Linked DNA regions of Mus musculus: regions 1, 2 and 4 are each linked to region 3. Evidence: chromatin contacts called from public Hi-C and promoter capture Hi-C data. All regions are on one chromosome and are shown on one strand. The core of a region is the stretch at or near the end of the contact, and the rest is flanking DNA. Distances in the headings are between cores, read along the strand shown.

The links. Promoter capture Hi-C pulls out the DNA fragments that hold promoters and counts their contacts. Hi-C and Micro-C count contacts between places; a contact is called where the count stands out from the background.
Region 1: a promoter capture Hi-C map of pre-B cells shows a contact between it and region 3. The contact joins the promoter of Lin7c here to the promoter of Arhgap11a in region 3. A contact is called at or near these places in 1 of 39 promoter capture datasets (pre-B cells) and 1 of 484 Hi-C or Micro-C datasets (B cells).
Region 2: a contact with region 3 is called in a promoter capture Hi-C map of pre-B cells. The contact joins the promoter of Spred1 here to the promoter of Arhgap11a in region 3. A contact is called at or near these places in 2 of 39 promoter capture datasets (hematopoietic stem and progenitor cells and pre-B cells) and 1 of 484 Hi-C or Micro-C datasets (B cells).
Region 4: a contact with region 3 is called in a Hi-C map of cardiomyocytes, with 10 times the contacts expected there. The contact joins the promoter of Kif18a here to the promoter of Arhgap11a in region 3. A contact is called at or near these places in 1 of 39 promoter capture datasets (pre-B cells) and 2 of 484 Hi-C or Micro-C datasets (CD4 T cells and cardiomyocytes).

Annotation. Positions count from the first base shown.
Region 1 is chr2:109,889,443-109,897,256 of GRCm38.p6, reverse strand. It overlaps Lin7c (lin-7 homolog C (C. elegans)), which reads right to left and starts at 6,379. Exons shown (of 5, transcript NM_011699.3): 1 at 6,336-6,379; 2 at 2,674-2,792; 3 at 2,078-2,149; 4 at 812-1,021; 5 at 1-11. The coding sequence starts at 6,372.
Region 2 is chr2:117,115,812-117,122,635 of GRCm38.p6, reverse strand. It overlaps Spred1 (sprouty protein with EVH-1 domain 1, related sequence), which reads right to left and starts at 1,565. Exons shown (of 7, transcript NM_033524.3): 1 at 880-1,565. The coding sequence starts at 911.
Region 3 is chr2:113,842,302-113,849,931 of GRCm38.p6, reverse strand. It overlaps Arhgap11a (Rho GTPase activating protein 11A), which reads left to right and starts at 1,271. Exons shown (of 12, transcript NM_181416.3): 1 at 1,271-1,971; 2 at 4,607-4,677; 3 at 6,589-6,685; 4 at 6,993-7,246. The coding sequence starts at 1,843.
Region 4 is chr2:109,275,495-109,282,345 of GRCm38.p6, reverse strand. It overlaps Kif18a (kinesin family member 18A), which reads right to left and starts at 1,608. Exons shown (of 17, transcript NM_139303.1): 1 at 1,453-1,608. Mettl15 (methyltransferase like 15) reads left to right here and starts at 4,056. Exons shown (of 6, transcript NM_029790.3): 1 at 4,056-4,153.

The sequences.
Region 1 (7,814 bases), core at 5,130-7,629, 4.0 Mb after region 3:
CCTTCAACACTCTGCAAAAGGCACACACAGAACAAGCATTACAAGTCATCTAACCTGTAAAGATGTTAATACACAATGAAGTAAAACTGTCAGAGTTCCATCATTTCAGCACTATACAGACAACGCTCTTCCCCTACCACTTTCATCACTGTGCAACCTTGCGAGACACATCTGTGTGCACGCTAAGAACATCGAGCACAGCAATACTCATGCCTTACTACTGCCCTGGGTCAGGAGCAAAGCAAGCCATTGCCATCGTAAACAAGTAAACGGAGTCCATTCCTGTCTTAAATACACAGGTTTACAGCACTGCACCTTAAACTTGGAGTGCCCTACAGCCACATTGAAAGTGCTTTAAAAAGCACTGGCTGGGGATGTGACTCAATGTAAGAAGAGGCCTAGCACACACATGACTCTGAGTTTGGTCCTCTGCTCAACAAAAGCTCCACTGTCATCACAAAAATTAAAGCCTCACAGGGCACCATGCAAGCAGTACCACCTGGGATTCTCTCAAGGGATTTTTTTTTTTTTTTTTGGTTTTTCGAGACAGGGTTTTTCTGTGTAGTCCTGGCTGTTCTGGAACTCACTCTGTAAACCAGGCTGTCCTGGAACTCAGAAATCCGCCTGCCTCTGCCTCCCAAGTGCTGGAATTAAAGGCATGCGCCACCACGCCCGGCTCTCACAAGGGATTTTACAAATTAATCTCAAAAGGTTTCCCCCTTCTATCTTCTGATTTGATTGTTCCAGTGCACCCCCAAGTGGCTACAACACATTACTGCAAATAGTAAATAGAAATACAATTTATCTTTACCACTCCATTAACAGAAAGTAGCTGATCTCCTCGTTTGAGGCCCCCATGTCTGTCAGCAATTCCACCTGGAATTATCCGCGATATATAGATTGGTGAGTTTTGCTCTTTGCCTCCCATAATATTGAATCCAAGGCCCTCTTCTGTTTTGGGTAGCTCAACAACTCGGGGATGAGAGTGTCCTTCACTGGCAGCAAATGCAGCAACAGTAGCCTGAAAGAAAAATGCATACATCAGAGAATATAACTTAGTTTTGAGGTGCTGGGTTTGAATCCAGAGACTTGGATACGCTAAGGATGCGCACTGCTCTATATTCCTAGCCTACAAAAGCCTTTTTGAGGGACATAGCTTTTCATGTGTGAGCTCCACTACTTCAGTGGGATAAGTCTAACAGTCTGTAGGAGATAACTGAAAGTGATACTCAGACGTAGACAGAAAGTAAGCTTCAGATCACTAGCAGCTTCCCCAGAACTCAGAATTATGCTGGTGCACACGCACAGGGATGGATGCTCAAGGCTTGCCAAGCAGACAGATGTATAGACATTAAGAGGGGACGCTCTCCCGGAGAATGCCAACAGCACTGAGCTGCAAAGCAAAAAGACTGGTTTCCTCAGGGCCATGACACAACCTACCGAGGTAAATGTGTTCTTACGTCAAGTAATTGTACCAAACAGTAAATAATAAAAATATCAGGAAGTGACTCAATAATGAGAAAGAAGGAGGCATATAGGCCATAGGGATGCTTTTTGTTGCTTCAGTCAAGTATCTAGTTACAACTGAAAAGAAAAAGATGAAACAGTTCCATCCAATTATATTCAAACACAGGCTTATATTCTGTTTCCTTCTGCTTTTAAAGGCCCCATTTTCAATATGGATGCTGGATAGAAAAACAAAAATGAGGAGAAGGGAGGGAAAAGACCCAATACCAACTACTATTTCTGAAGTACTGAAAAAAGCTAAGGCTCACAAGCTTTGCAAAGCCTAAGAACCACACCAGTCAGAGACAACCAAACTTCCTCTTGGGGTGGGGTGAAAGCAAGCAAGCAGTTCTGTAGCACAGGCTGTCGTTAAACTCTACACCTTCATGCCTCAGCCTCATGTGCTGGGGATGCAGGGATGTTGCCAAAACTTCAAAATGTTTTTCTTTTCCTTCTGGAGACAGGGTCTCATTTAGCCCAGGCTGGCACCAAACATGTTAAGGAGTCTGTCCTGTCTGCCTCTGCTTCCCAAACGATGGGATCGCAGGCATAGGCCATCTCTCCCCTTTACCTTTGCAGTTGCATTGGCTCTCACTTCAGGGCTGCTGCTGATGTCCACCGTCTCATAAACATGTTCGTATACCTGCAAAACACTCTATGTTTGAGTCCTCTGCAAAGTTAATATGTTAAAATTTTCCCAAAACAATTATTTGTCTTTATAAAATGTAATGCTTTCTATTATAAATTTCAAAGAAAGTTCTCTTTTTGATGGTGGTGGTGGGGTACTGAATCTAGGATTTTGTACATGTTAGACAAGGACTATGCTATAACCCCTGCTAAAAATTCCACAGAAAAACGAAAAAGAGAGAGGGGGGGGAGGGTGAAGGGGGGGAAGTACCAGTTCTAATGTTTCCTTCCCTCCCTCATCTCTTCTCTTTTGTATTTCAGGCAGGTAGGTCTGTAACTATGTAGCCTAAGCTCATAGCTGGCCTGTATGTAACTCATGGAATTTCTCCTGCCCCACCTTGCTGAGTATTGGTATTACTGGCGTGCTCTGCCATGTCTGGTACTAGTTTATTCTCTACAATATTTCTGAATCCAAATTTCAGTGTATTTCTGTAGCTAAGTAACTCAAAATTTGAGAAAATACTGATTACGTTAACTCACCTCTCTTACAGCATTGCAGAACTCACTCTGAAGGACTCTTTGCAAAGCCTGAAGTTTCTGTGGCGGCACCTCTCCACTCCTCTGTAATTTCTCCAACAATTCAATTGCTCTGCAGATATCTACAGGGAAACAAAACACAAGTGAAAATTCTTGCTAAAGATTCTCCTCATTCCGTTAGAGCTTTATAGCGGTTAAATGAACTCAAGGCTAGTCAGGCATTGTCTCCAGTATGAATACTCTTCCCTTCAGAGGCTGAGGCAGGATGACCATCACCTGTTAAGGCCATTTTGTGCTTCAATGCCGCCTCAAAAACAAAGCAAAACAACCAAAAAATAAAAATAAAAAAATCCAACCAACCAACTGAAACAGCAAAATACAACCAAATCCCCAAATTCTCCAAAGATGAAGAATAAATGGTAGAAGGGGAAAAATCTTTACATTAGATAAGAAAAGCTAAAATACTTAGTCAATAAAAATTTACCTGATCAACTCATTTGTAACCAAAGCAGGAAAAAACAAAAAACGAAGAAAAACAAAAAACAAAAACCCAAACAAACAAAAAAACCCAAAACCAAAACCCAATAAAAACCCAAGAGACCATGTGCTGACTTCCTGAAGGGAACCTTCAGATTCTTCAGTAACATGTGGAAATGCAGCTAACTGAGAGGTTTGCTAACAGTGTTTTAACTCAGACATGTCCAGATAGGGTTTACAAAACAGGAAGGAAAAGGAAAAAACGAAAATAGCTTTATCAACCTGGTCCTAATGCTTGTGACCTCAGAAAAGTTTCCTAGCCTGTTTTATGGTCTTTCACTGTAAAACAGCAATAATACTGCCTTCCTCATATGGGGAAAGGAAATAAAACGCTTTCACAAGCACAGATGTATGTCTCCTTGGTATGGATTAATTTTAAGAAATATTAAGCCGGCCAGTGGTGACGCACACCTTTAATCCCAGCACTTGAGAGGCAGAAGCAGGCGGATTTCAGAGTTTGAGGCCAGCCTGGTCTACAGAGTGAGTTCCAGGACAGCCAGGGCTATACAGAGAAATATTAAAGTATTAGGGGCCAAAGACATAGTTCAGCACTTCCTGAATCCTAGCACCCACTTGGTCATCTCACAATTACCTAAACCTCCACGGACCTGACACCCTCTTCTGCCACGCCCCTCTCCAAAGTCTCCCAACATATACAACTTAAAAAGAAAAAAATATGAAAGAGCTACAAACACACACACACACACAGACACATTTAGCATATTAGATAACTGTCATTGGGAATGTAAAAAATGTGAACAAAGAACTTTAGAAAACTCAACTTCATGTTATAACACTATTAATCACAATCTCTGTTCTGAGTTTTTTCCTAAGGTTTTTCTGAACCCCAGCCTCAGTATATTCTTATTGCTAATTAAGTAGCAGTAAATTCTAATTAAATTTAATTAAGTAAGTTTGAATTGTGCTCATTTGGCTCCAAAGGTTAGGATACCTTAGAGTCTATATAAGTCTATATACTATCCTATATATTCTGATCCTTGCATACTTTGACTTAACTAGAGGAAAGTTTTGATTTCATGCCACGTTAAAAACCGGACATTTAGCCGGGCGTGGTGGCGCACACCTTTAATCCCGCAACAACAACAACTACAACAACAACAACAACAACAAAATACCAGGCATTTACTTCACAGAATTAGTTAGGACTTTGCATTTGTTTATGAAAAAGTCCAAATAAACTTAGTAGAGAAGCAAAAAGTTGATTCAGTTTTAGATAATAAAAGTTTAAACTGCTATTAATCAGTTAATCAAACAGACCAGCTTTGCTCTGATGTCCCACCACCAGAATGGCTAGTAAATGTTGTTTCAGCAGTTGTTGATTTACAGTCACAATACATTATCCACATTAAAATCCTACATATACAGCTGGGAAAACGGCTCAGTGGCAGAGTGCTCACCTAATATGTACAAGGCTCTCAACTCAATACAACATGGTGGGAAGAAGGAAAAGAGGAGATAGGAGAGGGTAGAGAGAAGGGAGACACTTAGAAATGAGTTAAACACTCTATACCAAATATATGCTCATTAAGTTTGTGCACCAGTGAATTGTGCTTTGATGATTTTGAAGCAAACAGGAACTTGGTCATATGTACTGGTATTTTGCTGTGGAATTGTACTGTGGAACTTTTGAGAATATGCTAGGTCTGTTAGAATTCTTGATCAGAATCGGACTTGACACCAACTGCCTTGCTTATCCTGCTAACTGGCAAAAACCAACTAGGACTTCATTCCTACCAATATTTTGAGCTTTCTACTGTTTAACTGAAAAACTTCCTAACAGCAAAAAGCAGATGTCAGAGGGAAAAGGTCCACATTTTGTGCTTCATTTAAAGATACAAAAGAACGCCATCTTGTTTGAAACTTGCAACTCTTCTGGTTAACACCAACAGATTTGTTCCTGTGTAACAATGTGTTCAAAGCACATTGACACCGTAGTACTTGAGGGGAAAATGACACAGCTGTAAGCCTACCTTATTCTTTCCCAAGCTACCCTGTCACAAACAAGTTCATTTATTTAAAAAGAAACAAAAGGCTCCCATGGTCACTACAATAAAAAGCAAAACGAATCATAATCAGCACAGTGTGTGAGGAAAGAGGTTCTATTACATACACAAATTTTATAAAATGATTTCCTTCTTGGACGATATTGAGATTATAATTGTGAATACTAAATATATGCAATGTCAAACTCCATCCCAGGCGATGTTTGCCAACAGCACTCGAAATGCTTAACTGGTACTTTCTGGTTACTATGACTACCGAATTGTACAAAGCTTGTTCCAGTTGTCTGAAATTTAAGTTGGGGCAGAACAGAGTACAATACTGGAAAGCTGCAACTGGACCCTGGGAGAGTCTTTTCACAGGCTTCTCTTCAATCGGGTTGGTTTTTCTTGGCTGTTTGCTCTAAGAAGCAATCAACCAACCAGGTTTCCAAGTGTAGGGTTTATGAGTATGGAATTGCATGGCACTTAAAAGTGACTTACAATCAAATCACTACTCCACCTAGTTATGTAATCTCCTTCCCAAGATCAAGTCAGTTGGAGGGTTTTTTTTTTGTTTGTTTTTTGTTTTTGTTTTTGTAAGCATCCTCTCCGTGGCTGGAGGGGTGCGAAAGTTAGGAAAGAGCAACTCAAAGCCCGGAGGCTGTGGTCACAGTACTGAAGGAGTCTGAGTTTTAAATGGGGGCGAGGGAGTTTCTGCGGGAATGTGTCTGTGTCGGCCAAGTGGCAGAACCAGGCCAAGAGGCCACACTGATCTGTTCGCGCACACTGACCGTAGACAGTGCCGGGCTGCGTGGTGGCCTCGGCTTTTAGGGTCTATGAAGCTGAAAGCCGATGCTGCGGTGCGGACCCAGGGAGCGCCCGTGCCTACAGCCGTGGGCAGGCCGCTGAGCCGTGCTGTGCCCGCCGCCAGCCTCAACGGCCGGCTCTGGCGAGCTTTCAAACGCCAGCCAGCGCCCCCCGCGAGCAGCGCCCGGCGCCGAGGCCGCCGAGGGCTTCCGGGGCTCAGCGTCCGGGTCACCTTGCCTCCGCTCCGGCCCGCAGGCAGAGCGGTTCGTAGTCTCGACCCGCCCCACCCACCGCGGCCGCGACCCCCGCCGCACTCACCCCTTTCCAGCCGGACAGGTTCGCCCAGCGCCGCCATCTTCTCTTCGGAGGTGCAGACCCACAGGAAGTGACGACAGAGGGGCCGCGGTGGACCAGGCCGAGAAAGCGGAAGGGCGAGGATGGTAGTAACGCGAGAGCTAGAAGGATGCGGGTAACTACGCAGAGCGGTAGCCGGGGACGCTTTGCGACCGACGGGTGGCCTCCTTTCGTGGGTCTGTGCTCGTCCACTTCCAACAACCTGAGGTTGAAAAGAACCGATGTCCCGAGTGTCCCCTGCCTCGGGGAAGTCAGGACCTTAGTTCCGGCCCTTACCCGACCGACGGCAGCCTCTGACCGTCTAGGCTGGTTTCCCCATGTCCGAGTCCTCTTATAAATTCTTAATATCCTAGCTTGATCTAATTTAAAAAATTTACAATTCGAATTTTATCTAAAACTCTCTTTGAGCAGAAAGGTGGGAAAAAAAACAACCGGGAGAGAACGCTTTGGTATACACGAAGTATTGTTTTTAGTTAGCCGATTCAAAATCTGCTTGTGAATGAAGGATGAAGCATAGATTTTGTTTTATGGGTACATTTTGTAATTTGTAAGAATTTTTATATTAATGGGTGTTTTGCCCTTATGTATATCTGCACCATTTACAAACCTGAGGCCACAAGAGGGCATCTATTCCCCTGGAACTGGAGTTACAGATGGTTGAGACCTGCCCTGTGGGTGTTGGGAATCTAACCCCAGGACCCCTGGAAAAGGAGCCAGTACTCCTAACAGCACTGTCTGTCATCTCCAGATCCTCATAGGGCCACTCTTGAAGACTTGGTGGACCCAAATATTTTTAGTCACTAATTTCAATGAAATAATTTTTGTGAAACTTGGATTTGGGTAGCAAAGATCATAGTCCAGTGTTAAGTTTGTAACACCTGCACGACAGGATTGTTTTAATAGCTGGTTGCAGGTGACCCATTCTTTCCGTTGAACTGCAGTTTTCTACATGTTGTTATTAGGTAGTTGAATCCCACCACTGGGCAGTAGCCTTCAAGCTTCCTCATGCTCCATACAAATGACACAGGTTTTCTTGGCTGACAGGAGCTATTCTTATGAGCTGGGGTTACACATTACTTACTTTTCCAGAGACTCGAATCTGCAGACTTGTACAAGCTACACAAATCTGAGCTTTATCTCTATCTTCTGCTCCTTTGGAGTAGTCTTTTTCCATGTCTTTGATGATAAACACACAAAAAATCCCAGAATTCCAGGCTTACGCAGAAGACCATAAAAGTTTCCAGAGAATAAAAGGTCACCTTCTAAGGACTAGAAATTGAAACAGGATGCACTTTCTTTCCTTAACACAGCTGGAAGGACTCTGCAAGCTATAAAACTGTTACAGAAAATTGAATAATTCTCAAACTAGAATTCCCTCCTTGTTTTCTAGAGCTTCCATAGTGAAGTATAACAAGCGGAATGTTTTAAAACCACAGATAATTG
Region 2 (6,824 bases), core at 316-2,815, 3.3 Mb before region 3:
GAAAAAACAGACACCAAAATTCGGCCCCAAATTAACTCTCAACAGGAAACTCTTACAGCCCCATTATTCCTTCAAGAGGCTGCTACATTAAAGCAAAATATTTAAAAGGCACGGTGATTCATTTGGAAAACCTAAGGACAGTCCAAAAAAGCAAAAACTTATGGATCAAGCTCTGATGAAGTCACCAACGCGTTCGGCAATGTAAACCGTACTTTATCACAGACGGAAGCCAAACCCTAGCATTCAAAATTTTTAATTACTCTGTTCTTGATTAAGACGGGTTCAATACTCTCGAAGGTTAAAAAAATAATAATAAAAAAACACAATAGCTCAACATCGCCCACACTCCAGGTGTCCTTAATCCTATTTAATTCTTAAAATGTTTCCCTAACCCTATCTTTTTACTAGAATAGTATAGGTCATAAGTTTAAAAAGTGGGGCGGGGGGCGAAGGCTTAATCGGTATTTAGGAGTCACTGAGTCATCGAATTAGGATTCAAGAGCAGTTTGCGGCTGGAGGTGCTCCCACACATTAGTTTCCGAGCGAAATAGCTGTAGAGGCAGGGTGGCTGGATGTTCAAGGTGTTTGGGGAGGGGGGGCGGGTTTGACGCCGGAGTGAAGGGCAGGCAAAGGGTAGTTTCTACTCCACTTTGAGCTACCCACATTATTACTCTGTCTCGGAGACGTCCGACTGCTACGCCGCCTCTGCACTGCACTCGATACCCTTCCCCAAGCAGAGAGGCGAAAATGCACGAATGAAAAGGGGTGCTGCCATTAAAGAAAATGGCCCGACACATCGGGCATCTATCACCTCCCGGGCGGGACGGGCTGGGGGGAGGGGGCTGCCCCCCGGGCTCAACCAGGCCAGGGCTCGCTTACTCGTTGTCAGAAGTCGCCGTCTCCTCGCTCATCTTTCCCTCACCGTGATCCGATCAGGAGATGGAGGAGCAACAGCAGGCAGGGAAGCAGCGGCAGCGGCGGCACCGAGGGGCGGCGGGCGACGACGGCCGGCGGGGCGCGCGGGCAGCGGCTCGGGGGCCTCACCATGGTGGATGCCTCACTCGGAGCGGTGCCCCGCGAGCCGGGCAGCCCGGCCACCCCCGCAGGGGGGCGGCGGCAGCAAGCGCGGCCGTGGCGACCCCAGCGGTTTGCCGCGCCGAGGTCGAGTGCGAAGCCGAGACGGCGCGGGCGACTGCGGGCGCTGAGGGGGACGCGGCCGGTGGCTGAGGCGGTGCTGCTCTCAGGGGCGCGGCGACGGGCGGGCGGCGGGAGCCGGCGGGGGGCAGCCGAGCGCTGGCTGCGGGAGGCGGCGCGGTCCCGCCGAGGTGCCGCGCACCATCTCCCGCCTGGCCGCCGGCTGCCCGCGCGGCGCGCCTGGTCGGCCCTCAGGGGCTGCCTCGGACGCGCTCCAGCTGAGGGGCCGCAGGCAGGGCGCGAGGCGAGCGTCGGAGCCCGAGGGCACAGTGCCGAGCGGCGGCGACGAGGGCCGAGATCAGCGCTGCTCGGCGGCCCGCTCCTCACGCCCGCGAGAGGGGAGCCGCGAGGGGGGCGGCGGAAGCGCTCACGCCGCCCGCTCCTTCCGCCGCTCGAACCGGGGGCGCCCGCGGGAGAGGCAGGCGAAGTAGTCCCTCGCGACTTCTGGGCCGCCGGGGCTCGCGCGGGTGCGGCTGGGCGGACGTGGGGCGCGGCTGCAAGCCGGAGGCGCGGGGCCTCTGAGGGGTCGGGGGGAAACCTAAAAGCCGCGGCCCGCAGTCGAATCACTGCAGCTCTGGATCGTGGGCAGCATAACAAGTTTCAGGAAAGTAGTTCCCTCCTCCCCTCGCTTCCCAAATCGTCGGGCAGCGGGAGCGGGGCGAGGAGGGTGGCGGAGGGATATGTCGCTGCACTGCATCGCGCGCGTGTGCGTGCGCGCGCTCCAAACTCTTGGCACGCCGAGGAAAGGGGGCGGGGGTGGGAGCTGTGAGCCGAGCTGCTCCGGGACTGGCATTGTTGCGACGCTCAAGTCCCCGTTACTCGGCCTGGGATATCCGGGTTGCCGGGACAAGCGGGCAGCACACCGTGTGCTCGGGGAAGAAATCGGGAGGCCACTCCGTACTGCTCAGTGCGCGTGCACGCGCGCGCGTGTGTTGTGTTTTTCTTGCAAAGAATGGAACTGGCATGAGTTCATCTCTTAGTGGGGGTTACAGGCCAGGACTGCAAAGCGAGCTCCTCCTGCTGTCCCTCTAGTTGCATTGCTGCAGTTCCCTTGCTTCTTGCACAAGGGTAGTTGTGTGCGTGTGATGTGTGTGTGTGTGTGTGTGTGTGTGTGTGTGTGTGTGTGTGTGTGTGTGTGTGTGTGTAGAAAGAGTTGGTTTCAATACCTCGCAGCGCGATCCTCACTGCGCAAACAGCATGCAATGCTGGGCATTCATCTCTGGAAGCACGAGTGCTTGTTAATGGAGAACGGCTTCCATTGAAGCCCGGGGTAGGCGGGTTACATGAATCTGGCGCATCCAGCAGCACAGGAAATAACTCCCGCTGCGAGCGAGGTTGCATAACTATAGCGCAGGAGAAGCCTGTGTGGCACGAACTTTGGCGAACAGAGGCGGAACGGTTGTTGGATAGGCAGCTGTCACGTTTGCATTGTCAGAGGACAATGTATGCAATCATCCCAAAAGATCTTTTTTGCACAAGAACCTTCTAAGGTTGAGGGCTGGAGCCTGGGATCTTTGTGACCGGAGGGCTAGGAACTCCTAGCTCTATAAATTCTATTATCTTGTCTCTAAGAAGTCAGCTTATACACAAGATGGCCTGGGGGACTGACTCCCTAGCGCTCCTAAGTTCCTGTGGCGTCTCCCTAGGCGGTTTTGCGATAGGCTTTTCACTTTGTTCTCAAGTTTACTTAACCCCCGGGGAAGGAAGCTTCCTGTTCCAGCCACCTTGAGAGATAGAACAATTCCAAGGGAAGAAGTCCAGCGGGCCTCCTAAGGAAACCGTCACTCTTCAGCCAAAGGTTTCCAGGAAGCCTCAGAATTGCTGCTCTCCTCCGAATGAGTACACACTAATGTGCTAACAGTACTGTGCACATAAGAGTGCCTAATGTGTGTTTGACGAAGGAATAAAGGCGCTAACCCAGCCAGCCGTGCACCAAAAACCCATACCGTGGATCACTGAGGTTTCTTTATATAACTTCCAGCCGCGTCTGCAGGATTGTTCATCTTAGGAACAAGTGGGGATGGGAAAAAGGAGTGAGTGAGTGGAGCGTGGGAAGAGATCTCCACTCCTACCATTTTGAACTTGATCTTAGGATGTGAAGAACCTGAACTCCAGAGTGTAGGTGCTAGTCTGTTCTCCAGGTACTAACTGGCTTTGCCCGCTCATGTTTAAATCCGGGCCAGACTGGCAGCTAATGTGGAGGCTGGGGTAGGAGGATTCCAAGTTCAAGGTCTGCCTGGGTTACAGAACCAGTTCAAGGCTAGCCTCCTTAATTTAGCAAAACCCTGTCTCAATATAAAAATTTAAAATGAAAAGGGGGCCAAAGTTCTAGCCTTGTAGTGGAAGGCCCGGGGTTGGAGTGGGAAGAGGTAGACTTGAAACCCTCGGCTAAATCCCCAGTACTGAGGTGGGAGGGGAGAGCTTGATCGCCCAGAGCCTGTTCTTAAGTAACTCACTTAAATTCTGTCTAGTTTATGTGGCTAATAAGCATCTATTTCACAGAGCTTTTATATGGATTGATGGGCTAGCAACACACATAAAGCACTTAGTACAAATTCTGAGGTGGTAGTATGTCCAGTTCTCACTATAATTTTATAAAACAGAAGTTCTAAAGCCCATGTCAAAGTGATGGCATGTGAAGGTTAATTGAAAAGCACTCGGCATTGTTCAGTCATTCAACAAATAACCATCTGTCGTTTCCTGTGCACCCCAGTAGACACATGGCCTGGCCCTTGGTAAGCCATCAACAGTGATAACCATCAGAGTTATGATTAAGGACAAAGGTAGCCATTTGCAAAGGCAGCTTTCTCTTTTGAGGAGACACAGCTGTCTGAGGCTCCTGTGCAGCCCAGAAATCATCAGAACTGACTTTTGGGTAAGATGAGAAAACTGTCTTCATCCTACACCAAGTAATGTGCTGTACACACACATACATACATACATACATACATACATACATTCATACATACATTCATACATACATACATACATACATACATGAGAAAACTGTCTTTATCCTACACCAAGTAATGTGCTGTCCACACACACACATACATACATACATACATACATACATACATGAGAAAACTGTCTTTATCCTACACCAAGTAATGTGCTGTCCACACATACATACATACATACATACATACATACATGAGAAAACTGTCTTTATCCTACACCAAGTAATGTGCTGTCCACACACACACACATAATACATACATACATGAGAAAACTGTCTTTATCCTACACCAAGTAATGTGCTGTCCACACATACATACATACATACATACATACATACATACATGAGAAAACTGTCTTTATCCTACACCAAGTAATGTGCTGTCCACACACACACACATAATACATACATACATGAGAAAACTGTCTTTATCCTACACCAAGTAATGTGCTGTCCACACACACATACATACATACATACATACATACATACATGAGAAAACTGTCTTTATCCTACACCAAGTAATGTGCTGTCCACACATACATACATACATACATACATACATACATACATACATGAGAAAACTGTCTTTATCCTACACCAAATAATGTGCTGTCCACACACACACACATTCATACATACATACATTCATACATACATACATACATACATACATACATGAGAAAACTGTCTTTATCCTACACCAAGTAATGTGCTGTCCACACACACATACATTCATACATACATACATACATACATACATGAGAAAACTGTCTTTATCCTACACCAAGTAATGTGCTGTCCACACACACATACATTCATACATACATACATACAGAGAGAGAGAGAGAGAGACTGGTCAACAGCCTAAATGAATGTGTAGGTGGTGGTCAAGCTACCAACTCTTTTAAGTTAAGATCCTTCTGTGTCCATTTTAAGAGGACCTTGCAGTTCCCACCACTTACCAGTAGTTGACGATCTTACTTACCTTTAATATTATATATTGCCCACTCAAGTTTCAATCATTCTAGGCCTGACTGACACACCCCTATGATTCGAGCTGATGTAGAGGCTGAGGTCAGAGGATTGCAAGTTCAAGGACTGCCTGGCTTACAGAACCAGTTTAATATATATTGTACATTAAAATATTGTTTAACTGTGGAACAGAAGTGATCTTACAAGGATGCTCAGAGCCTAGTGCCTGGGTTTTGAAGTATAAAAATACAAAAGATATGTCCCAGTGGCGTGGGGCTAGAAGGCCTCTGCTGCTGCAAACTCTTTAAGCGTCCACCTGGGGCCCAAGCTCCAGGACATTGGATGACTCGATGCAGAGTTTGCTACTGTGTGGGCCTGAGAGCAGTCCCACTAGCCTCGGAACCTGCTCTTGGTATTGGTGGGAGAAGTGGGTGAGCTGGTAGAACTCTTTCATCAGTGGAAGTCTGATGGCAGAGCCTTGCAACATCTTCATCTACCTGGTAGCATTTGCAGTCCACTATCATGTGGCTTTATCTCAAGCAGTAGTCTCCAAAATGAACACCAATCAACAATGTGACCCAGTCCATCTGTCTCAAGATTCTGCATGTAAGTCCACAGACTTGCCCCATGGGACTACCTTTGAAGACCAGGCTAAAGGGCCTGCAGAGCCTTCCCCTGATTTGAACTGCCCCTGCCAGTTACTTCAAAATAAAAGACCAAAGAGATTGAGAACTCAAGATTGGCTACAGGTAAGTGTGATCGTTTGTATATGCTTGGCCCAGGGAATGGCACTATTAGGAGGTATGGCCTATTTGGAGATGTGTCACTGTAGGCGTGGGCTTAAGACCCTCACCTTAGCTGTCTGGAAGTCAGTCTTCCACTAGCAGCCTTCAGATGAAGACGTGGAACTCTCGCTCTGCCTGCACCGTGCCTACCTAGGTGCTACCCATCTCCTACCTTGATGATGATGATCTGAACCTCTGAGCTTGTAAGCCAGACCCACTTAAATGTTGTCCTTTATAAGACTTGCCTTGGTCATGGTGTCTACTCACAGCAGTAAAACCCTAACTAAGACAGTAAGTATATTTCCTTCACTATTTTATATCGAAATGTTCTACAATAAAGGTCTTTCCCACTCATCTTCTGTGGGTGCCTCTTTTTGTACTTCTTTTCCAAAGCGCTGAGGATCAAACCCAGAATCCTGTGTGAACTAAGCAAGAGCTCTGCCTTAGACTCTCCCCCCAGCTCTGTGAATAGCGAGCCCCTCGGCTCGAGGCTCTGGTCATCATGGCTGTAGTATGCCCAACAACTCTCCTTTTCCAGAAGTACACTGTTTCAGTCCTTCACCGTCTTCTGCTTTCTTTGCAAGCACCTTGTCATCCTGTCTCCTAATACATTTGTAACTAAAGCCATCGCTCTAACCAGCACCAAAACCAAACAAACCAAAACCCCAAACCCAGCTTCTCCTGTATGTGAGAAGCTGCAGGCATCACAGTTACATCTGAAGTTCCAGCTCTGGAGGTTGCTACTCGTCAAGGATTCTAAGGCTAGGTTCTGGCTCTTCAAGGGAGGGGGCATTTGTATTTGCTTGGTTGTTTTTCTCTGAGGGTGGGGTTGAGGAAGAAGGCTGGCCACAATAGTTGGTTCCCACAGTTGGCAAGCTTTCTGTACTCTGTCTTTGGCTTCTTAAAATTGG
Region 3 (7,630 bases), core at 22-2,521:
CCACTTGCCCATGGATGGCACCACTCACAATGGGATGGGTCTTCCCCATCAATTACTTAGTAAGAAAATACCCTACAGCTGGAACGTGTGGCATTTTCCTCACTTGAGGTTCCCTCCCTTCAGATAATTTTAGCTTGTGTCAAGGTGACATAAAAACTATCCAGTGCATACATACATGGATGTAAATAGAAAGCACTATTTAATATTCAAAAGCTAACCTAAGCACCTTAAAAGGAATTCTTAGCCATCGAAGAACCAGAACAACGTGGCCTAGAGAAGGATATACACAACATAAGTTATTTTTATAGTTATGACTGAATGCATACACATTCTCTCTCTCTCTCTCTCTCTCTCTCTCTCTCTCTCTCTCTCATGTGTGTGTGTGTGTGAGAGAGAGAGAGAAAGAGAGAGAGAGAGAGAGAGAGAGAGAGAGAGAGAGAGAGAGAGAGAGAGAGAGTAGGATTACTGGTGTTTGGAAAAGGAAAGGCAGCTCTGGGAAACAAGAGGAGAAGGTGATGTCATGCATTTAAATCAGACAGCTGAGGTTTCAGTAATGGCAATGGCAAACAGGACTTCTGGTCCTTTAACCAAGTCCCACAGAGGTAAACTATTGCTGCAGCTGCCTCCTACAGCTCCGTATTCCTCCACTACTCTCTCGTGACAAGTCATCTTTGTTGTGCTTAATTACCTTAATTACCTTATGTAAGAAAATTTAATAATACCACCAGTCTCCCAAAGAAGGACCAATGGCTCACAGTTCCAATTCCCTTCTAAGACCTTGGGTCCGGGTCTCAAAAACAAAACAAAACAAACAACAACAACAACAACAACAAACGGCGTTTGTGATTCATAACTAAACTTGACTCCTCCCGCCTTCCGTAGAATCGGTTTTCCCTATGACGGGACCTTTAGCTTTAGTGGAGAAATGAAAGGGCGGAAGTGGGGGGAGGTTATGAGCTGTCTATTCGGATCTCCGAAGTATATTGTCCGAAGAGCAAAGCAAACATATTTGAACACGTTTTTGACATTTTTCTTCCAAAGAAATAGGCAAAGAGAAAGAGGAACTCACTCTCTTCACATTTCTTAACCCTGATCTCAACGCTCGCTGTGCTTTCGGCTTTGCCGGAACCTTTTAGACAGGCAGCTCCTGGCCACCCCAAAGGGTCCTCATTTTGAAAACAGGAGCGGGCCAATCGGATGCGGAGCGCTGTTTGGCGCTGGCATTTGAGCCACTGCTCAGGTGCGGTCGCGTCGGGTCTGATGTGTGCCGAGAAGGTGGGGCGCTGGCGGAGCCGAGTCACTAAGCTTTAGCGGGCCGGGGCCACAGGCAAGGCTGATGGGCTAGGGGAAAGGCTGCGTGTGAGACGGGGTGACGGCGGGGACCAGCCCGGGCAGGGACCGGGACTGGGGATCCCTGAGCAGCCGGCTGGCCCGGCTGGAGGGAGTAGCTTAAGGTTGCATTTCCATCTCAAGAAATCAGAGCGGGGAAGGCCACCCTGCGGGGAAGAGGATAAGTGGAAGTGTCCGGAAGCGAGAAACTAGCTGCAGGCGTTAGTCTGGGGAAACGGAAGAGTCAGAAAAAAGGGAAGTTTGTGGAAGTAACTGACAGGGCTGAGCGACCCGGAAAGAAGGCTGGTGGAAGTGAAACAAGAGTGAAGAGAGGCGCGAGAGAAGAAGGTCTGTGTAAGTGGATCGAGGGAAAGTGGAGGAAGAGTGCCAGAGGTGGCTGGAAGGCAGCGGAGCAGAGCGAGCCTGAGGGCGTTTGGCAAGTGGAAGAGTTGGTTGGTGGCAAAGAAAGTCAGGACCCGGAGTCGGCCTCGGAGAGTAGGCGACGTGTTCGGGATGTGGGATCAGAGACTGGTCAGATTGGCCCTGCTGCAGCAGCTTCGAGCTGTCTATGGCATTAAGGTCAAGGGTGGCCGCGGTCAGTGCGATCGCAGGAGACATGAAACTGCAGCTACGGAAATAAAGGTAAGTTACAACGTGTTGGGACAAGGGCATACCCATTTTATTCTGGATAAGAAAGACACGTGGTTAGAATGCAGTCTCGGTGGTGATGATCAGACGTGCCTCCCTATGTTGCCGTGGGTTTTTGTTTTGTTTTACAGTGCTAGGAATAGGATACCAGGCTCCCTACTTAAATACTGTGCCACCGATCTGGTAATCTGTCGTGTTTTAAACAAGCAGTATGTGGGGGAGGGGAACACACTATCCTGTCAGGCTGGGGTGGGCAGTCAGAACATTTCAAACGAATCATTAGGGAGACAGTCAGGCCAAGTTTAGAAATAGGCTTCATAGGATCCTTCTGTATCCAGCAATTTACGAAGAGGCCTGCTGCCCGACATTTTCGCAGTTTCTGATCTCTTTAGCAGAGTAGACATTACCCACCCAACATCAACATTTGTCCTTGACAAAACAAAGCTGTTTTTTTAACAAGCAAATTGAGAAACCAGAGTTGGTTGAAGTTTTTTGTTTTGTGTTGTTTTAATCACTCACTTTTGCTAAAGTCTCAGGATCCTCACCTCCACCCCCTGCTCCCCAGTTACTTTTGTGTGTGTGCACTGTTGGACCCATGCCATGCTATGCCATGCCATGCCATGCATCTGTGGTCAGAAGGACAACTTGCATGAATTCTCTCCTGTTTGTGGACCTTGGAGATCAAACTCAGGTTGTCAGGCTTAGCAACAAACGCTTCACTCGTCTAACTGTCACTGGCCCAATAAGCTGTTTTTTTGATTTAGTGGTAGAGGTCAAGAGATTTGGGTTGAGATCTTATCTCTAAGACTTTGTGAAAAACTGAATAAGTCATTTTAAAGTAAGTAGGAGCTGGGTGGTAGCACACTCCTTTAATCCCAGCACTTGGGAGGGCAAAAGCCAGCCTGGTCTAGGGAGTGAGTACCAGGCCAAGGCTATACAGAGAAATCCTGTCTCAAACAAAACAAAACAAAGGTATGTGAGTAATTTATTACTAGCACTTTGTAGTATTTGAAGACAAAAAGTTTCCATAATTTTGTATTATGTATTCAGGCTGGCCTTGAACTCACTAACTGATGCTGGCTAAAGCTCTTGATCCTCCAATTTCCCCCTCTCTGGTATTGTGATTAGAAAGGTGTATCACCACACTGACTTAATGTTTGTTTATGGTTAAAAATTACGGTGGATACTTCTGTTGGTAAAACTGGCTTTCCACAACCTTAAAAATGGGTATTTGCTGTTTTTCTTTCATTCCTTAACAAACAAATCCCGACCCTTGCCTTTAGAGACAGGCAGGAGTTTGACTTGCGCTTTGCAGTTAACTGAATGTGGACTGCTTGTTTATGCTCACTAAGCTCCCATCTCTGTTCTATAAAGTGGTAATTCCTGGTAAGTTCTGTAGGTAAGCCTGACACAGTACCTTTCACTTGCCTCCTTTCCAACTATGATAGTTACCCATGTCCTAATTAACAGTTGTATGGTATAAACTCATCTGTGAATGCTAGTGACAATCTAATGAGATGCAAATTTCCTATAACACAGTGACATAAGATCCAGGCTCAGATATAAGAGACAGAGAATGTTAAATGGCTTGATTAAGATTGCACAGCTAAAAGTTAGACAAAGCTAGCATTTGAAAGCTGGCAGTCTTGCCCGTGGGAGCTAATTTTTAATTGTTCTTGACTTGGTGATCATTTTGCTTAGAATATTTGTCAAACAAGCCAAGCGCTAGAGACAGGACAGTAAAATTTCATTTCTGGGTTGAATCAGCAATGCCTCATGGTGCTCTCCAGCAGAAGGACCTGAGTAGCAAGCAATCTGGAGAGCTGGTGCATCTCAACTAAACCAGCAGGAGTTAGGTGCACTGACGTAATTTTGAGTGTGCAGGCATATACAGGCTTGACTTTTTCAATCCATTGTAAAGCCACAGCTTTGTAATTAGTGACATGGTTTTAAGAAATTCATAGTAGGAGCACAGTGGCAAAAAGCACCAAAACCGGGAGAGTACTTTGGGAATCCTTGGTGTTGAACTATGAATGTATGTTCTTAAAAAGTGAGTCTGGAGGTAGCTAAATGAAAATTGCCTTAAATGTTGCAATCTTGGTCTTGTGTACCTCAGGACATAGCTGCAAAGCACTTTGCTGTACAGCGTGGAAAAGGTAAAAATCAAGGTCTCAAATACCCACATCTGATGCATTTTAACAAGTGCTCAGATGCGGCAGGAACTCAGGAGTTACTGCTTGATTTACCAGCTGACTTGGTCTTTTGTGTAAATTGGTATTTGTAGGATGACTAGAGAGGAGTAAAAATAAGGTCACTGAAGAAATGTGTCGCGTAGGGAAGGGTTAATATTTGGAATAAATCTGGTCTAAGCACTAATGAGGTCAATGACTGGCTGAATGCGCTAGAGTATCTGAAGGCAGTGTTTTAATCTTGGTGTCTTTTTACTCAAAACATCTAGCATAATTCTTGGAGTTACTTGCGAGTAAATGTACTTCAGTTAATTGTTCTGTATTGGTTGATTGATAGCTTGGAGTTTATTAACGTTTTCATTCCTAAGATCTTTATTTGCCTAATGTTAAAGATTTTCCTTCATGCCTGAGTTTATGAATAACCAAGCTTGTCATTTTAGGGTAAGGTATTTGGAGTACCCTTTAATTCCTTGCCTCATTCAGTCGTTCCAGAATTTGGACACATTCCAAGGTAAGCTGACTTCAAAATGGAGAGAATATCTCAAACTGGTTTGAAAAATAGTTTCAAAACAGCTGCTGTGTACATTTGCTTACATCCACATTATTTCCTCTCTGAGTGTTGCCTGTTATTATGGGGCTAAAAGATGACTTAGTGGGTAAAGGTGCCGGCAGCATAAGCCTGCTGCCAAACCCGTGTGTAAAGGTGAAAGGAGAAGGCAGCTTCACAGACTTGTTCTCTGGCCTCCAGTGTGGGTGCTGTGACACCAGCACATACACATACTCCTGCTGCTATAACAGTGACAAGTCTTAGACCCAGGAGGAATGGGTGACGCTCTTGTCATCTCTTGGCTGCCTGGAAATAAACACAAACCCAGCCGCCAGTCACCCTGTTCCTCGGGCTGACATCTAATCACTGTCAGTACAGCTATGTCACTGCTTGCAGCTGGTGTACTTTCTAATTTTTTGGTGCTGGTTGTTGAGTTTCAAGTTCAAATTGGTTGAGATTAGTTTGTTGGTAAAATTGAACCTCCACCCCTTAACATGAGGCTGATTATAAGGACAGGGAAGGATTCTGTTTTTCCAAAGGAAAATATTAGAGTGAAAAAAGCTTGATGTTGTTTTTTGGGGAAAAAAGGATGCTAGGTATGTATGCTGTACCAGTCACCACTGTGGAGAGACAGTGGATAGAGCAAGCCCTGAGCCAGGTAGGCATGGTGGCTAATATTTGTAATGCCAGCGCTTGGAGACTGGAGGAATTGCAGTTCACAGCAAAGTGTGAAGCCCCAGTTGGAGCTACATGAAACTTCGTCTTCAAAAAAGGAGAACAAAGCTCACGTCATTCCACATGTAGACATCAAGAAGGGACACCTAGAAGGAGCCTGAGAACCAGTAATTCAGGGAGATACCAGGACAGCCAGAGGGATAGTGGAAAGGACACTTTAGAGCAGGGGGTGGTCGGATGTGTGAGGAGACAGTGGGTTCACGTTGATCTGGTGATTTGGTTGATTTGGTGAGGCGAAAGGCATTGGTAGCCTTGGAGAAAGCTGTTAGGAGCAGTGAGGATGAGTGTGTCTGAGTTAGGTATTGAAGGGGGTGTGATAAGCAAGGCAAGGCTTGAGTTACGGAGAGGCAGAAAGAACATAGACTTGATAGGACACCTGTGCCAAACAGAAAAAGCCCTAACTCTGTGGTCCGAGTAAATGCATGCTGCTTATGGGTGCAGTCATGTCAACAGCCCCAGAGCTTCATAGCCATGGAGGATTGAATGGAAACAAACACTTTCTCCACAGAATGAGGCTCAGGAGGAGATGACAAAGCCTTCTTTGGGGACTGAGGGCAAATGTTGGCAGTGTATTAAAAAATGTCCACCATAGCCTTCCACCCCACCTGGAGTGAAGACTGATATTCTTTAAAGACTGCTCCTAAGGAGATTAGTAGTTAGATCAAGATTGCTTTCTTGATCTAGCTGAATATCGTAAACCCAGCTTCTTTTTTCCTGTAGGAAATAACTTGCCTGCTTATTCTGCAGTATGCAATAACTCCACCTCTTTGTTTAAGCCTATGTAATAAACACATTGAGCTGAAGTCGGCTGTGGTCTCTTTATCAAGGAGCCCAGTCCACCTCACCTCAGCTATTTCTCTGTGTCTGACTTTTCTTCATTCCCCTGCCACCCGTAGTCAGTTCTGTCCCTGGAGCCTTGCTGTATGTGGCACACGTTGACACTGTCATGAGTAAAGCTGTAGACCTTAGAGGAAAAGTTAGGAAGGGAGGAGAACAGCTAGATAATTTGTTGGAAGGACCAAGAGGATTTTGTGCACGGGAGCTGAGAAGGCATACTGCCCTGCTTGTGTATTTTAGCAGTAGAGTGGGGTTATTGTGGTGTGTATCCAGACCCTTGAAAGAACATGGTTTCTCTTTCAGCTTTCTTGTTGATGCGTGCGCATCTTTAAAAGAGCATATTCATACAGAAGGGCTTTTTAGGAAGTCGGGGTCTGTTGTTCGTCTAAAGGCACTAAAGGTAGGCACAGTTTTGAATTATACTCTTTCAGTAGTATCATTTCCTGATTTGATTTTTACAATTGGAATATTTTTCTAAAAAAATTTTAAGTTAATTATCTATGCTTTAAAAATATAGTATGCATTCAGATTGTGTTCTTCATTCTTATAGAATACTATATGAAAAGGAAACTCAACTCTATTATTTTTAGCCTTCTAGAAAGAACTAGAATTTTAAACCAGACTTCTTAATTAGATATGATAACCATTATTGTATTTAATATATTCTTAAGATTTTAGAAGGCTCAAGATTCTTGCATCTGTTTTAGAGTAAACTGGATCAAGGTGAAGCCTGCCTGTCTTCTGCACTTCCGTGTGATGTTGCAGGCCTGCTTAAGCAGTTCTTCCGGGAATTGCCAGAGCCTGTCCTCCCAGCTGATCTGCATGAAGCACTTTTCAAAGCTCAGCAGTTAGGAGCAGAGGAGAGGAATAAAGCTACATTGTTGCTGTCGTGTCTTATGGCAAACCCTACAGTTGATATATTAAGATACTTCTTTAACTTTCTTAAGAGTGTTTCTCTTAGGTAAGTGGTAGTTAAAAGCCTTAAATGAGTTTGTTGTCTAAAGATGTTCTCAATAGTTAATTTAATTTGGAATGAAAGAAATTAATGACTTTACAATAGGAAAGATACCCTGTGTAATTTAAGAAACAATATACCGGGTGATTTAATATTTTTGTCTCGTTAGACTCTTCATTATTTGATGCCTTAATGGCATTGTCCATTGCATGGATTCTCATTGCTGTGCTTTTCAAAATATGTCTTGTGTTTCTTAATTTTCCTCTTATTGCAGTTAGTGAACCTACTTGTTTATAATTGATATCTTCTAGTGCTGTGGCTCTAAAAGTCAGATAAACAGACTTAATCTGGTGAAAGAAAAAGTGTGTTCTGATTAGTACAGTCTCTATG
Region 4 (6,851 bases), core at 359-2,858, 4.6 Mb after region 3:
GTAACTTGGTTTTTTTCCTTTTGTTTTTCTGATACCATACAGTAAGTATTCTTAATGAATATGATTGAAAGGCTTTCCCCAGGTCAGTATGGTGGTAACAGTGATGCTCACATGAGTTACTCTCTGCCAGGAACCATGGCAGACACTTCATACCCAAGTCATTCAACGCGCATAATAACTATGCAAGGTTGCCTCACATACGGAGGAACTTAGTAATGTTTCCAAATGTTATTACTAATATGACAGAAAGCGGACCCAGCTACAAATCCAAATCTCATGACTGAGAAAAAGAAAATGCTTCCAAACAGGTGTATAGAAGCACAATGACATAGCTACGAATTATTCCCAACTCAGGTAGAAAATTCTGATTCGACATGGTTTAGAACAGGGACCTTGCCTCATTTACAGTTTCTATCTGGCTTAAACCTTTCTGTCAGTCACTGATTTGACTGCCTTACTAACACGAGGGAAGATTATCAGTATTGGTGGTGGGCCAATTGTTTTTCTATTGCCTTTCATAGCATTAACAGCATAGTCAATTTATAGTGTCTATTGAAAAGTATAACTACAGTGGGACAAAATGCTCTTTAAAATAAAAAAATCTTAAATATCTGTAAATACTGGTTCAATGAGAATACCTCTCAAGGCAAATCATTCCTGCTGACTGAAATAGTTCTTTTCATACACTGAATTCAATAGCAAGTACTATTTATTAGCTCTGTGGGATTCATATTCTCTAACATCAAAGGTCAAGAAAACCTTCCAAAACCCAAGGTAGGAACTGGACAAAGTGGACTGATGTCACCAACAAAATTAGTTCTACTCCAGTAATCCCCATTCATATTATAATGAGCAACAGTCAGCATTGGCTTTTTTTGTACTAGGCAAGGCAAATGAGCTCCTGCTGAAAAGGCTGCAGAAACTGCAGGATTAGAGGCTGCTTTCTGGCCTCCTGGCACTTTTTTGTCTTTGTTTCTTTTTTTCCGTGACCTTCAGCATCACAGGTGAGCAGTCAGGGCCGGTTTTGCTTGAGGCTACAACTGGGCTCCAGACTGACCTGACAGCCTCTCTGCACAAAAGCTCCTCCCATGAAGTAAAGCCCAGAAGTCGCACACTCCCATGTGCAGCCCAAGCAGGACACTCTGAATTTGGAATCCGGAAGGAACCTCACGCTCTAGGAGGCTGAACTGTGAGCGTCCTCAGTTTAAGTCTGAGAAAGGGACCAGCTTCCCCTCGGGGTTCAGTGGCGAAGCCTAGAACCTCGGTGCTGAGAAAGGCTCGCCTTGTCATGCACACTCGGTAGCTCCGGGTCTTTCCAAGCCGCAATACCGAGGGGACCCTCGACCTGCATCGCCCGCCGAAAGCTAATTTGTCGCCTGACACCGGATCCTCCACTCCGGCGACCCTCGAATCAACCCACGCGTCCCCAGACACAGCGCCCACCTCACTCACCTACAAGAAGTGACCGTCACAACTTGGCAGAGTTGGCTTCCAGGCGCTCCAAACACAGCCACAAATTCAAACCCAAGCCAGCTTCCCCAGCTATCCATCTCATTGGCTGCCGTTCGGATGACGTCAGCACGTCAGACGTTTTCCTGAGCGACTCGCAGTTTGGCGCCAGAGGCTGGGCCTCAGATGCCGGAGGAGAAGTTACTTTCCTGGGCGTCGCCGTGGCAACGCGCGCGGTCGTTTCCGGCAGCCGTGACGGAGGTGGGCGGAGCTCGGGCGGCGGTGCAGGTGGGAAGCAGCCACCTGGGATATTTAGTATTGCCACAGTCCTAGGGTCTGGGGTGCCCTGGGCTTTGGGTGATGTTTCTCTTAGGGGGAGAGGCGGAGTCTGCGGGCCTGTAAAAGGGCCTGGGTTATTTTGTCCTTTTTCCCTTTCTGATTAGTCAAGTTCCCAAGGATTAGGACTCAGGCTTTGGAAGGTATGGTGCCTCCATGTGAATTAATTACAAGTCCCAAGTCTTCTTTTGTCAGGGTTTCCTGGCCTGCTCCCGTTATTACTGATTAAAAATATTTGGTATTTGCGAAAATATTTGCTATTTGCCAGCATTTAACATGCTCCAAGTATGACCTTACAAACTAAAAATCACTTAAATATATTGGCCTAGTCACATTATTGGATCATGGGCTTCTTGTTTCAGATTGCATTATTTCTGAATGTATACATTAGAAAGAAAAATGCATTAAAAACATAGGGAATATTAAAAAATTGGCAGGGTATTTTATATTTGTATTGTTGGCTAGGCAAGCCTTTTATCAGTTGACATTCTCAACCCTTTAGAAAAATTTAGTAGTACGATCTGAATTACATTGTTATTGTTTATATGACTCTATTTAGTAAGCAACTCTTACTTGCAGATTTTAGGAGCATATTAGTACACACTGAAGTCAGCATCCCTTCCCTCCTGGAGTTTAGATTTCTGTAAAAATAGGATGTTACAGGGCAGAGGATTTATGCATGTGTCTGTCTATTGTCTATCTATCTATCTATCTATCTAATCTATTTTATATTTTTAAACAAGGTCTTGCCCAGTAGTCATGGCTGGCCTGGAACTTGCCATGTAGACACAAATGGGCTGGAACATATAGAGATCTTCTTGCTTCTGCTTCCTGTGTGCTGAGATTAAAGGCATAGGCCACCACACCCAGCAGTGCAGAGTACTATTAGTCACATTTTTACGTTGAAATCCCATAGATTATGATTATGTCTTAAATCTACTGAAGAAAATCAGGAGAGTTGCAAATTATACATTATTCTTTGTTTTATGAATTTTTTCTGAGCCCTGGAGAGTGCGTCAATAAAGTGACTACTTATTTCTTATTATAGTATATGTACCAACTAATGCCATCATCATTTTTGTGACATTGGTTTGGTAATAAAAATGAGGAGAGTTTGCAAGGCAGTGGTGGCACACGCCTTTAATCCCAGCACTTGGGAGGCAGAGGCAGGCAGATTTCTGAGTTCAAGGCCTGCCTGCTCTACAGGGTGAGTTCCAGGATAGCCAAGGCTACACAGAGAAACCCTGTCTCGAAAAAAAAAAATGAGGAGAGTTCATTTTGTTTTAAATATTCTTTCCATATATAGTGCTTGACCTTTGGTGTCTCAGGCATATTTTTAACCCCTTAAACATTACCTTACTTTATTCTCAAAACAGACTATAAGATATAAACATATTGTTTTGATTTTATTAGGAGAAAACTGAAGTGTTAGAAAAACTTTTATAGGGAAGTATTTCTCTTGTAAAAGAAACCAAGTCAAAATTAGCCATTTGTTTTTAAAATACTTTCTAGGTCAAGTGACTATAATATATTTTAATTTAGTTTGAAAATATGTTTATCTTGTTATCTTGAAAAATTATATTGGTAAATGACTAAGTAGGCATGTACATTCCATCTTTGTCTTGTTTTGACATTCACACTATATAGGCTTCTTAGTGTTACAAGTGTCGCCACATGTAATCCCAATACTACCCATTTAATTTCACTTCTGCATTGCACTTGCTTGATAGCAGGGTTCCACTAATGAGATCCATACTCTCCAGGAATCATACATTTGGTTAAAACAGAGAGGTTTTAACAATACAACCAATACTATTATTGTGCAGTTGTCAACTCATGAATTTGGCAGAAGTAATAACAGGACGAGAGAACCTCATGCTTTTTAACAAAATTAAAGAGTCGGGGTAGGGGACCGGAACTTCCCAAAAGTACAGGGTTAAGAAGGTTGAAATTTCCACCTTTGGTTAGAAATTGGATGATGCATGGAGCCATTATTTTATAGTAGACAGAAAATTGAAAGTTACATTTAAACTTTCGCCAGACATCAAAACAATTCTTAAAGCAAGCAAACAAACAAACAAACAAACAAACAAACAAAATAAAACCCCCCAAAACCCTTAAAAGTGAGATCTTGTTTTTCCAGGATGATCTTTTGGAAACCCCTGACCCACAACACCCTTTCAAAGTAGGTGCTGGGAGCAGCGGAACTAAAGGCAGACACACTTCAGTTGCTCCGACGGAAGGACGAGGGCCGTCTGTCCGTTCTTACAAGTTTCCCCCACTCGGGACTTAGGTGTACGCAAACAGGTTCTTCTGCGTTTTAGCATCGCGGCCGGCCCAACTTTTTTTGTTGTTTTTGTTGCCTCAGGTGAGGAGAAGTCCCTAGTTCAGGGTTGGAGACAGGGCACTTTTGGTGTTGAGGTTGTGGGGAGTGAATCCCCCGCCTGTGAGGAAATAAGCCCCTCCCCCGTCCCCTCCGGTGTACTGCCGGCCTGGCTTTGGAGAACCCCAGCTTTCCCACCCTTCACTTTTAAGATTGGCCAGGGAAGGCTGAGATCCTTTGACTAAGGGGCGCATCCTCCCTTTTCCACCCCCCCCTCCCCGCCTTAGCCCCCGCCTCCAGCCCCCTAGGTCGCGTTTCTAGCTTTAAAATTAGATTTGTAACTTTTCCTCTCGGGACTAATAGTAATTGTTAGCATCCTGAAGGAAGTTCTATTTATATGGCTCCTGTTTGTGTTCCCACAATTGAACATGGCCAATTTTGTGGTTTCCAGGACTTCAGGGAACCTTGCCCATGTAGAAAAGCTAAATGACCCAGTAACAGTGCATCTGCTTTAGAGGCCAGGTTTACTGACTGGCAGTAAATTAAACAAGCTCACAAGATTGCGGAGAGATCTGCTTTTTTTGGTAGTAGACTGGGCTACAAAGAAGGAATTTCCTTTACAGTTTGAACTCAAAAGATTTTTTTACGGCACGATCCCAACAAGGAGGGTTACTACAAATAATCTAAAAACTATATATAAATAATCAACTATTTGTAACCCCTTCTCCATGTTTACCTGGGTTACAAGCTATATATATATATATATATACACACACACACACACACACACACACATATATATGTATATCTATATACATATATACTTAATCTTGAATGTAGTTAAATACATGAAATTTGAGTACAGTAAAGAATAAAATGCCAGTAGAAACAATTTGTTGTCCATTTTTATTGCTTTACCCTCACATTGTTTTGAGGTTTTTATTGGCAGCAGTGCTTCCAAAAAAAAAAAAAAAACCCAAACAAACAAATAAAAAAAAAAAACAAAAACAAAACAAAAACAAAAGTCAAATCTGCACAAGGGCCAGCTCAGTGGTTACTTGTGTTCTGCTGGGACCCTGAGTTCAGTTCTCAGCACCCACATCATCCTACTTACCGCTGCCTGTAACTGTAGCTGGGGGTGTGGGGGTGTGGGGGTGGGGTGGAGGAGACACAATGCCTTTGGCCTCTGTGGGTACTTGCATTCTTGTGTAGCCCCAAATATAAAAATCAGTTATTAAAACTGGGCATAGAGTATAGCTTGTTTATTCCAGATTCTATTATTTTGCCTAAATACTGTGTGCCCTTACTTAGGTATAATTCTACTTAGGTATAAACTCTACTTAGGTATAATTCCAAGGTATAGGAGACTGTTTCCATTAACAATATAATTCAAGAGATACTATATATACACATAGTTTATGTACTGTACCTTTAAATTGCATGGTTACATTAAATACTTCCATTAGGTTATGTTTGTAACACTGAAGATAAAAGATTTCAGGCTCTGAAGATAAGCCTCTTGCATTACAGTTACAGTTATGGCTCTGACTATGTGGCAAGCTATTTAGTTTCTTCAATGTGTAATATAGGAATAATTATGTTTAACTCCAAGAATTGTGATAATGATCAAGCGAGGCACAAAGAATATTGTTTAGATTTGTTGGCACTTACACCTGAATAAAAAAATGACAATTATTTTGAAAAATTAAAATAAAGGGTAGTTGTACTTGAGTTTTGTAATTTATCTGGAGAACTTAAAGAGTAATTAACCATTTTTTTAAATTTGTTGATGCTTAAGATCTAGAAATTCCCTTTAGAGTTTTATCTCTAGTTTTTTTTTTTTTGCCACCTCCCCATTGTCACTATTTTTCATTGTCACATCATTCAGCAGATTATTTCTAAGACAAATTTGATGTGTTATCCTTAAGGAAACATCTTATTCATGTTCTGTCTGTATAACATATTTCACATATATTTGTATTCAGTTCTGATTTAGCTTCTCACATGACTAACTTTGTTGTTGCTTTTCAGGACAGCTCTGGTTGCCCTGGGACAGGCTTTCTAGATCAGGGTGGCCTTGAACTCACAGACATCTGCCTGCCTCTGCCTCCTGAGTACTGGGATTTACAGGCATCTGCCACTATTCCCAGCTCTAAAATTACTACTGTCTTTTGCAAAAGGAAAGGTAGACATTTATATGGGATTTGTTTCTTCAAGTATTTTGAAAACATGGATGGGGGGTGGTCAGTCAGACTGGATTGATACAAACCTTTAATTTGTGAAGTCTGAAATGTAATCATTTCAGCTAACTGGACAAAACATAGATGGTTTCATTTTTTTTATGTTAATATGTTTATGTAAGTATCCCTTTCTCCCTGTACATTTAGAAGAATTTCAAATTGTAGAAGAAAATGAGAGCATTTGAGAGCTCCAAAGGCTTTATTACAGGTTTGCTTCGTCTTAGGCCACAGGGAGTATACATTTGAAAGTCAGGACCTGGGAAGTAGCTTAGAGATAGAGTGAACTTAGTGGACTGAAAACCAATCAACAAGCAAAACCACACACACAGAAGACAAACCGATCCAAACTGGTAGCTATGAGGTGCCCAAGGATAGCAAGGTGTTTTTGGCACATGGCTTTAGTTGTAGTATTAGAAGGCTGAAGCAGATATCAAATTCGAGATTATCCTGGGTTTCATAGCAAGACTTGTCTCAAACAAGGGTTGAAAATGTATCTTAGGGTT